Linked DNA regions of Zea mays: region 2 is linked to region 1. Evidence: chromatin contacts called from public Hi-C data. All regions are on one chromosome and are shown on one strand. Each heading gives the region's core, a stretch centred on a gene start, on an enhancer-like site or on the middle of the called end of the contact. The rest is flanking DNA. Distances are from core to core; before and after follow the strand shown. Region 1 has its middle 36 kb from the start of LOC100383722. Region 2 holds the start of LOC100383722.

The links. Hi-C and Micro-C count contacts between places; a contact is called where the count stands out from the background.
Region 2: a Hi-C map of bundle sheath shows a contact between it and region 1, with 2.9 times the contacts expected there. The contact joins the promoter of LOC100383722 here to the enhancer-like site in region 1. A contact is called at or near these places in 11 of 25 Hi-C or Micro-C datasets (bundle sheath, ear, endosperm and 4 more).

What each region holds. Positions count from the first base shown.
Region 1 is chr3:216,533,464-216,538,353 of Zm-B73-REFERENCE-NAM-5.0, forward strand. No RefSeq gene overlaps it. Among protein-coding and RNA genes, the nearest start is that of LOC100383722, 36 kb to the right of the region's middle. Within about 2 kb of position 3,543, at least 19 of the 20 cell types and tissues checked have an H3K27ac peak or open chromatin away from gene starts, as enhancers often do. A contact at or near this core is called in bundle sheath, ear, endosperm and 3 more, where this site is marked.
Region 2 is chr3:216,570,043-216,574,940 of Zm-B73-REFERENCE-NAM-5.0, forward strand. It overlaps LOC100383722, which reads left to right and starts at 1,656. Exons shown (of 3, transcript NM_001176359.1): 1 at 1,656-2,352; 2 at 3,610-3,765; 3 at 3,967-4,800. The coding sequence starts at 1,847. The coding sequence ends at 4,450.

The DNA of each region.
Region 1 (4,890 bases), core at 2,293-4,792:
CTTTTGGTTGATTATGTTTTTTCTTATGCGCCTGACAACTCTAGATATGCAACCAGACGTGCTTTATTCTTGTTCCTGTTTTGTTTTCCTTATGTATTAATTCCTTAACTTGTAATGCACATGATGTTTTTTATGTATTAATTCCTTAACTTTTAAAGCACATGATGAAGGCTGGTTGTCGGGTAAGTTCTCTTAAACTTTGGTAAGCTTACGTACTTTTTCTTTGGATCTTTTGAATCAATTACAAGGTAATTCATTTAAAAATCGTAGTAACACACGTGTACCTAAATATCATATATAAAAGTCTGCATGATGTTGATGTTTGCAATGTAGTGGTGAAACAATTATATTAAAATAACAAAATTTATGTATATGGATAGGATCACAAATGTATTAAGAAACATTTTCTCATAACAGTATCGTGGTATTATATGTTTCCGTTGCAACGCACGGGCACTCCCCTAGTAAATATATATACGTAGTATGGACATGAAGCCGGGAAAGAGATCCAGCAGATACATTCTTCTCTGCCAAAAGATGATGAGGCTGGCCTCCTAATAAAGGAGCTCAGACGATCACATCGCTCTCAGGATAAAACGTGAAGGGAAGTTGTTCACTGGGCCCACCCTTTTTCCACACCATATATGTTGTAATTCTCGGTCTGAGTGGGAGACTGGGAGGCCGTGGATTGGAAACGAGTGCTCTCCCGACCCATGAGAGCTTACTTATGCTTATGCCCCCCTCTGGTCCTTTCTCGCTTTACTTGCCTGCCTGTGAGCGTGAGCTGTGGTGGCCTAGCTTCTTCATCAGGACATGCATGATGCAAGACAAAGCCAGGGGTCCGGTCAAATGAGTGCGTGGTTGTCGATCCTTCCAGCGTCGGAAAAGCGAGAGGCATGCATGCCGAAACCCGGACATCTCAGCTTTCTCTCTTTAATTTGGATCTGGGTCGTTTTGGATTCCTTTATGACGGGGTTGGTCGTTTATTTGGAAGAGAGAGAGAGAGAGAGAGAGAGAGAGAGAGAGAGAGAGAGAGGGGGTGCAGCGATCGAGGTGATGAGAGTGTGTGTGAGACCGATGCCTTGGTTGTTACTCATCGTTGTCGTCGTTGAACACTACTGTTGGTGGTGATGAACTGCTAGCTGCTGATGGTGTGCCTATCAAGACGACAATCAAAGATAAGCTAGTTTATCGACGGAGAGACAGGAACCATATCACTGTTTTACGGTTAATAATTAAACCAGTTGGATGGCGTCATGCTGACGGGAGGCCGAGGTCACCACCGGCCGGTCCAAGTTGGGCAGGCATGTTGGCGGTCCAAGAGCAGCAGCGTTTGACTCCCCACTCCATCGACGTGTTATGGTTATGGTTAGGTCGTCTGAGAATCTGTCTAACCAGATCTAGCTAGTCAAGCCCATACGCAATAAATCTATCCGATTCCCACGTCCTGGATTGTTTCATTTCATGCCGTGCAAGCAGCAGCATCAAATTCAAGTCCTCGCACGATCTACTCACTCAGACACTCAGTATACCTCTATATATATATATATATATATATACTACGACAACTGAGCTATCACTACTGACCACTTGTCCCTGCCTCTCACAACTGAACCTAAAAACAGTCAAGATATTCTAGTAGCGTAGTAGGACCAACGCTATATACCTATATTATACGGTCGTACTATATGGGTGGTAATGGATCGTGATCCAAATATTTTTTTTCCACAAAAACTTAGGACCCTTAATAAATTTTAGTTAAAAATTAATAGAAATAGAGCACGGTCCTGATACGATTCGATCGTTACATTTTATAATGCAAATTTTAGAGCGCCTATTACCAACCTTAGTTGTACATGATGGAACGAGTTATCGGAATACATCATTATGTGTATAATGACATCAGAGTGAGTACCAAAAATAAAAGGAATTAGTAGGGAGCGTGGCGCAAGTCGTGCTTAACCATCAAACTTAACATATGAACAATTAGAGAGGTTCATGCCGCAGTATACATAAAATGTGATTGCTAGTATTCACTCGAGCATGTGAATTCTTATGGGACGATACACATTTAGGATGCCCGGCCGCTCTCCCAGTGCTCGAACTTAAATAGAGTACTTGGCTAACAACTAAAGCAAGAGAGCAGAGAAAAGCGAACCGAGAAACGTTGATAAGATAAAGTGAATAAAGCTTATATATGCGAGCTAGTAGAACCTGGCTGGCGTGAGGAACTGAGACCCTGTTTGGGAACAAAGTTTTTGGAAACCATGGTTTTTGAAATACTACAGTATACTTTAGTCATGACAATACCACAGTTTAAAATACTATAATTTTAGAATACCACAATATTGAATACATAGAGGTGTTTGGAAGCAAAGTATTTTTTTGCACGCGGGAGAGATGCGCGCGTTGCGTTTTACAGAGAAAATTGAGGTAGAAATCTAAGTTTAAAATAGTTCAAAAGAGCTGCAGTATTTGTAATACTTTAGTTTTGAAACAGAGATTTTAGCTAGCTTGCCAAACACCTTTCGATATATAATACTACAGTTTTTGAGAATACTGCAGTATTCTTCCAAAACTTTGAAAAAACTTCACTCCCAGACACCCCCTTTAGTGGACGCGAGAAACCAAGAGCTAGTAGAACTATATTTCCATTTTTTTTTTCTTAACAACTTAAGGTAGACGATATAAGTTCGTACCGTACAAATTATATACGTTAACGTCAATGTCAACATCCTGCAGTATGATAATAAACGATAACACACATACATATTTTATAGGTGGATCAAGCTCATATATAACTAACATCATTTAATTATACCAGATTAACCCCTTCACACATATTATTAATATATAGAGAGCCATGTTGATAGGGAATGTATCTGGTGCAAACCAACCTCTCCGTGCAACCGTGCAAACTTTTAATCTGAACCACATGATGTTGATCCAAGGGGGTGTGCGGGAGGAGTGGGAGGGGGATTTGAAAAAATGTGATTAGCAGCGGGTAGTTAAGTGTAAAATTATCCACGCCCCTGTGTCCATTGGATCAACATCATGTGGCCCAGATTAGAAGTTTGCACGATTGCATGGAGGGGTTGGTTTGCACCAGATACGTTCCCATGTTGATATGTTTTTATTAAAAAAACGATCAGCGTTCTTAGTGGGTGTTTGGTTTATAGGGACTAAACATTAGTCCCTCCACTTTATTTCATTTTAGTTCATAAATTGTTAAATAAGGAAACTAAAATAGAGTTTTAGTTTGTATATTTAGTAAATTAGGGACTAAAATGGAATAAAATTGAGGGACTAAAAATTAGTCCCTAGAAACCAAACACCCCCTTACTCGATCGAATCATGACTTGTTTACTGCTGAGCATGCATTGGACCATCGCTTCACTTAGGCCGAACAAAAGTACAGGCGTTAGAGTTGATTGCGGGTGCTTTGCCGTTGCCGGCCGAATCGCCACCAAACAGGACAGAGAAGCTAGAGCTATATACGTATATATATATAGTGTGCGTTTGGCAACCTAGCTAGCCACTTCGTTCGTAGGCTCGCCCGTAGCCGTAGGCATGCAGGCAGGGCAAACATATATGTTGCGTGCACGCACGTACCTCGATCTTTTCACATGTGAAACGATGGAGGCTAGTCGGACAGAAGAAGAAAAGGGCAGTTGTTCTCCAACTCCGAGGCCGGCCTGGGTCTGGGTCTGGGTGGCGGCTACTCATCATTCCGATCGATGGAGACTGAGCGTAGATATAGCTCTAAACTACTAGCTAGCTCCAGTTAATAAGTTAAAAAAAGTGTAGTTTTATTAATATCGGCTTCACGAGATATTTTTTTAGTCTAGGTCGTCTAGCGATGGATGCACTGCTGGTACGGTTCGGCGCATGTCACGGTCGGTGGCTGCCTAGCCTAGGCCTAGCCGTGCAAAGGCTGAATTGACGGCGGATTGGCGCACGGCGTCCTGGAGGAGCACGTGTTTGTCGCGGGGCGATGAATCAAATCAAATCGGCGCGGCTTGCCCGCTTGCATATTGCATTGCATTGCACGGTTGCACCCCCCTAGCTGCACGGCAACTCGCTAGCCGGCCGAGGAGAGAGAGCGCGCGCCGGGCCGGGTGGGCGATGGTCGATGCATGGCGAGGGATAGCGCCAATGGGAGGAGGAGAGGAGGCGCGCGCGTCGATCTGCGGCGCGAACCGCGGACCAGCACGGGCGGTCCGTCCGCCGCGCGTCGGGAGGACGGGTGGACTGGATGGCGACGGCGGGCGAGAGGGACGTGCAGTGTGGCGAATACGGCGAAAAGGTTGGCGCTGCTAGCTATCCGCGCCCGCCGGCCGGGGGGCATCCTCCGTTGGTCATGGGATCTTCAGATGACCGGACTCTGGGAGGAGATCTCGTTCGCTCTCGTCGCGGAATTATATTCGTGGTGAGCAGCTAGCTCGATGATTGCACGAAGGACGGCAGGCAGGGCGACAAAGCCAAGGGGGGTACGTAGTTATACAGTATATATAGTTCGTCTGCATACGTCGTGTTGCTGTAGAATCGATCACTCCAGTTTGAATCAACAAACCGTCTGCGCGCCTTCCATGTTGGAGTAGTAGTAGCTAGACGCCTAGCTAGAGTATGCTGGCAAGATTCCCAACACGCGCTGAATTAATTCAACACCGTCTAGGGACAAGAATCAAAGCCAGGTCGCGGGGACAGTATGTAATCTGAGTCTACACCAGAAGGGTTTGAACTTGTGGAGCCGGGCCCGGGCGTCGTCGTCGTACGTGTGAGTGAGCCCGAGCCTAGGGATACGCTGATAATTGGCAGCATGCAGTTGGCCTCGTCGGCTCCTGCTGCTAGCTTCTCCGATCCAGCGCCGCTGACGACGGATTTGCTGTG
Region 2 (4,898 bases), core at 406-2,905, 35 kb after region 1:
ATTGGGCACAGCTAGCTTCTAGCTACGTGCGGCATGATTCATTTTTCTTGGTCGGTTGCCGGTGGCAGAAAGAAGATCAAATGTTGGTATATGTATAACTGGCTCGAGGCAGGCTTGCAGGGACCAGTGGACGTATGTAGGAGTATACGGTATGCTGCGTGGCTCTGTGTGTGCACGTACAGTCGCTAATAGGAGTACAGTACATGTCGGTCCTGTGTAAAGTCAGACGGGATCGTATTGTACCAGCCGCAGTAAAACTGAACAGTAGAGTCCTGCAGCAGTAGCACCTCGGAACGAATGCAGCAGGAAATTTCTATCCCAGAATAGCACCAACGCATCTACTTCACTGTTCACCAGTTTCACCAAACATTTGAATGCTGTCGCCGTGCGGCCGGTACAGAACAGAAGAGAGAGAGAGAAAAAAAAGACAGACGGGCAGCTGCAGCTGCAGCTCAGATTCAGATATACGTCTCGCGCACTTTTTCATGATTGTTCATTTTTGTTCGTGCTCGAAATAAATCTGTCGCAGAAAGGATTGCAGGCAGACCAAACAGCCCTCTAGGTCCCCTGTCACCGCGACCCCTTTTTGATGATTGGATTTGCTGCTGCTGCTGCTGCTCCCTGCTCCTGCTCTAGCACTACTGCACTAGCAGAGCAGCAGTACCCCCAGGCCTTCCAGAAACGAGAGATGGTGGCCTTTCTTCCAGACGCGCCCCCCGTGCAGCTGAGCGCCCAGCGCGACGCAACGCAACGTCTCCGGAATGGAAACGAGGCGGGCCCCGCCGGCCAGACGCCTTGACCGGAGGACCGGCCGGACCCTGCGAGGCGACCGCGGCCGGCCCGCCCCAGTTCCAGGCACGGCACACGGGGTCCGGGGACGGGGCCTCCCAGTTCCAGGCACCGCCGGGCGCCGGCACGCATCCCACGACCGCCACTAGCAGCCGTCGGCTCGAGACCGGACGGGGGCCGGAGGAGGTGGCGTCAGCGAAAAAGGTGGCCCCGGCTGCCAGCGGGCCAACGCGCAGGTAGGCCCGGTCAAAGGGGTCACCGCCACGTGTCGGGTGGGAACGTCTGACCGCGGCGCGGCGGTTTGACCAGGTGTGTCCGGCTGCCACCGCCACCGGTAGGGCGCCGGCGCCGCTGACTGATTACCATGCCCCCGTGACGGTAGACCGTCGTCCCTCTTCGGCTCTTCCCGTTCCCGCCACGCTTACATCTGGTGCTTCTCCTGCATTATTATTACTACTACTCACTGGTCTGGCCTAAAGCACTCTCTAGCCTGCTAGGGGGGGAGAGAGCTGAGGAGGGGGAGGGTGAAGTCTAACCCACTGATGACCTTTGTACCTTGCGATGGAAACAAGCGCATAGCTCCAGGGGATGGGAAAGAAAGAGGCCGGGAAATGGACATGTCGTTTGGGTCTAATCAATTAGTACTACTAGCTAGTAGTTTCTGTCACAAAAAGCTGGATCAATTAAACAAAAGGCCAACCCAAAAAGCAGCTGGTAAAAGAGATACGAAAGAAAAAACAAGAAAAATCCTCTACCCCAACCAACCATCCATCCATCTCTCTCTCTTTCTCTCCATCTAGACTAGCAGTATATCTGCAGTATGTGTGCATCATCTTCCTACACACCTAGACTCTCTCTCTCTCGCGCGCGCGCGAGCACCACGTACACATAAACACACCCCCATCCCTTTCGCCCCCTTTGCCTCACATGCATCACTACGCCCCCACTACCATATAGCCGAATACGCTCGCTTCCCTGGCCCCGTATTGATCTCCCTCTCCTCCCTCGTCCCTCGTCCTTGATAAGTGAGCAAGCGGCAAGAACCAGCGGCGCGCCCATGTCGTCGAGAGACTTATACTTCCACGACGAGCTGGCGTCGCTGTTCGCGCAGCGGCCGGCGCCGGCCGGAGAGGCGATGATGACGCACCAGCACCAGCAGCAGCAACAGGCGCCGGCGTCGTGGTTCGCGGACTACCTGCACGCGGGCGCCCCAGGCATGGGGATGGACTACGACCTGCTGTGCCGCGCGCTGGACCTGCCGCTGCCGGGGGACGACGTCGTCAAGAGGGAGGAGGAGCTGCTGCTGGTGGACACAGGCGGGGACGGAGGAGGCTTCGCCGCGCCCACGCCCACGCCCAGCGGGGGCGGCACGGCGCCGGTCACGCCCAACACCACGTCGTCCATGTCCTCCTCGTCCAGCGAGGCGGCGGGCGGCGCCGCCGGAGGAGGAGGAGGAAGGGAGGAGGACTCGCCGCAGGGGAGGTGCAAGAAGGAGGAAGGGGATGGGGAGGAGAGCAAGGCGCTCGACAAGGGGGAGGAAGACGCTGACAAGGGCAAGAAAGGGTGAGTAGCATGATGACCCATAATTCTTCTTCAGATTCTACTGCTGAGTACTGACTACGTCGACCAAATCCTGCGCTATTCCCTTTCTCTTTTTTTTTTCAACTTCTTGATAGATCTTTCCGCTAGTCATCTTTTTTTCGTGAGACTATTTATCTAGTGTTTTTGGCTGATCCTGAACCAAGATTAGGGGCCGGGCGTCAGTTACTGGGTCTTTTGGATCCTGCTTCCTTCCCTCCCTCACCCTTCTGGTCAACCAGTCATTCTTCGTTCCTCTTCGGTGCCTTGTTCCTTCTTCCCTTTGTTCTTTTTTTTTAAAAAAAATAAGGTAGCGGCAAGGCAAAGGTGTGAATTTGGGTCGGCTAGGGTTTCACACCTGCATGCATGGCACAAGAAAACAAGCACGGAAAAGGTCGGTCATCGTATTGTATTGTATAGCTTAGTCTGCTAGTTAATCCTCCTCCTCTCTTCCCCTTTTGCTTTATGGAATTCATGCTAGCTAGCTACGCCTAGCTTGAACATCATGCACGCCTTCTTCCACTTGGCCAAGATTTGCATCCTCAGCTCAGCTGATTCCATACATATGTTTTTTTTTTGTTCCTGGTTCCTCCTTTTTACTCTTTTTGTTCACCCCCTTTTACCCAGATCATGCCCAAAAAAAAAAACCGAAGATCTCTTGAGAATGGTCCGGCCTAAGGGCTATAGCTCCCCTTGCAGCCCAAGAGATATTTCGTCCCGGCCCCTCTCCAGATGAATTTGTTATGACTCCTTTTCTATGCAATCTTTGTCGCCTATATTATTTACTCACCCCGTCTTAAAATAGTTGACGTTTTTGTTTTCGAATCTATTCTCATAATAAACCTGTCCAAAATACAAATACTAGTAATATCTTTTACGAATCTAGTTAAATTTGAAAAACTTTGTCCGGAGAATACTGGTAGAAAATCTCTGCGCCGGAGCAGAAAAGGGGTGTGCACACAGCACAGCACGCAGTGTGAACCTGTTAAGACCATGTGCTTACTCTAGTAGTCCAGCTGATTCGCACACCCCAGCGCCAACCACCGCGTTTGAACGGGATCCCAGCCAGGCGGCCGGCGCCGGCGGCCGCCTCGCGCTCGCAATCGCAATCGCGTACCGTGTGTCTTAGTTTGAACGAAATCCGCCTCACTTTCCGCTGACCCGGCTAGCTTGCTGCTGGTGGGGACGTCGTACGGGAGGAGCTGATGAGATCGATGCGCACGACGCCGGCTCTTGTTGCAGGTCAGCGGCGGCAGGCAAGGGCAAGGGCAAGGGCGAGAAGCGGCAGCGGCAGCCGCGGTTCGCGTTCTTGACCAAGAGCGAGGTCGACCACCTTGAGGACGGCTACCGGTGGCGCAAGTACGGCCAGAAGGCCGTCAAGAACAGCCCATACCCCAGGTACGTATATGTATATATTGCAGGCATACATTACATACATGATACATGGACATGCACAGAGCACGTATATACGGTTACCCTACTGCTGCATCTGCACTGCACGCACAGTGTCCATGATGTAGCTATAGCTAGACATGCTGCGTTTGCGTGAGCTAATGGTGGGAGCGCTGCGACCGTGATGGCGCGTACGTGTACGTGCAGGAGCTACTACCGGTGCACGACGCAGAAGTGCCCCGTGAAGAAGCGGGTGGAGCGGTCGTCCCAGGACCCGGCGGTGGTGATCACCACGTACGAGGGCAAGCACACGCACCCCATCCCGGTCACGCTCCGCGGCAGCACCCACATCCTCGCCGCGCAGCTGCACCACCACCACAACCACCACCTCGGCGCCTTCCCGACGCCGCTGCCGCAGACGGGCGCGGCGCCGTTCGGGCGGGCTGCAGGCGGAGGCGTCATCGACATGCTGGGGCTCCTGCCCCCGCGCAACCACGGCATGAGCGGCGGCCCGATGAGCGCCGTGGCTGGCGCCGCGACGACGACGGCCGCCACCATTACTACTACCTCCACCACACCGTCGTATCCCCCCTCGCTCCAGATGCAGCACTTCATGGCGCAGGACTTCGGGCTCCTGCAGGACATCATGCTGCCGTCCTTCGGCGGCGGCGGCGGTAACATCCAGCCCTGAATCGATCCCAATTGCTCACCGCCATCGCAAGCGCAGCAAGCTAATGAGGAAGGAAGCTAGCTAGATAAGAGATAGTAGTTTGGTTCTTGTTGATGCTTACCCTCTTTAATCCTTGGTTTTTTTTTTCACCGACGACGATTTACTCCTCTAGACGGGACCGTGCCATGCATATCGGTCCTTGATTTGCCTTTCCGCCTGCAGCTGTACTGGCGCCGGCAGGCCTGGTCTCGTAACGTTTCTTAATTATGCATGATGATCTAGCTAGTCCTTGCAGGTAGTACTAGCCGTTCTTGTACATGTACCTAATTAATCAACTCCCCCGCCGGCTCGTCCTGGCCATGAGCTATGATAATTTTATGCTAGCTCCTCTTTGCATTATATTCCTTCTTCCGTCCATCGCCGTCCAGTTGTTGACTTGTTGTACATGGAACCGAATTAATCATCGATT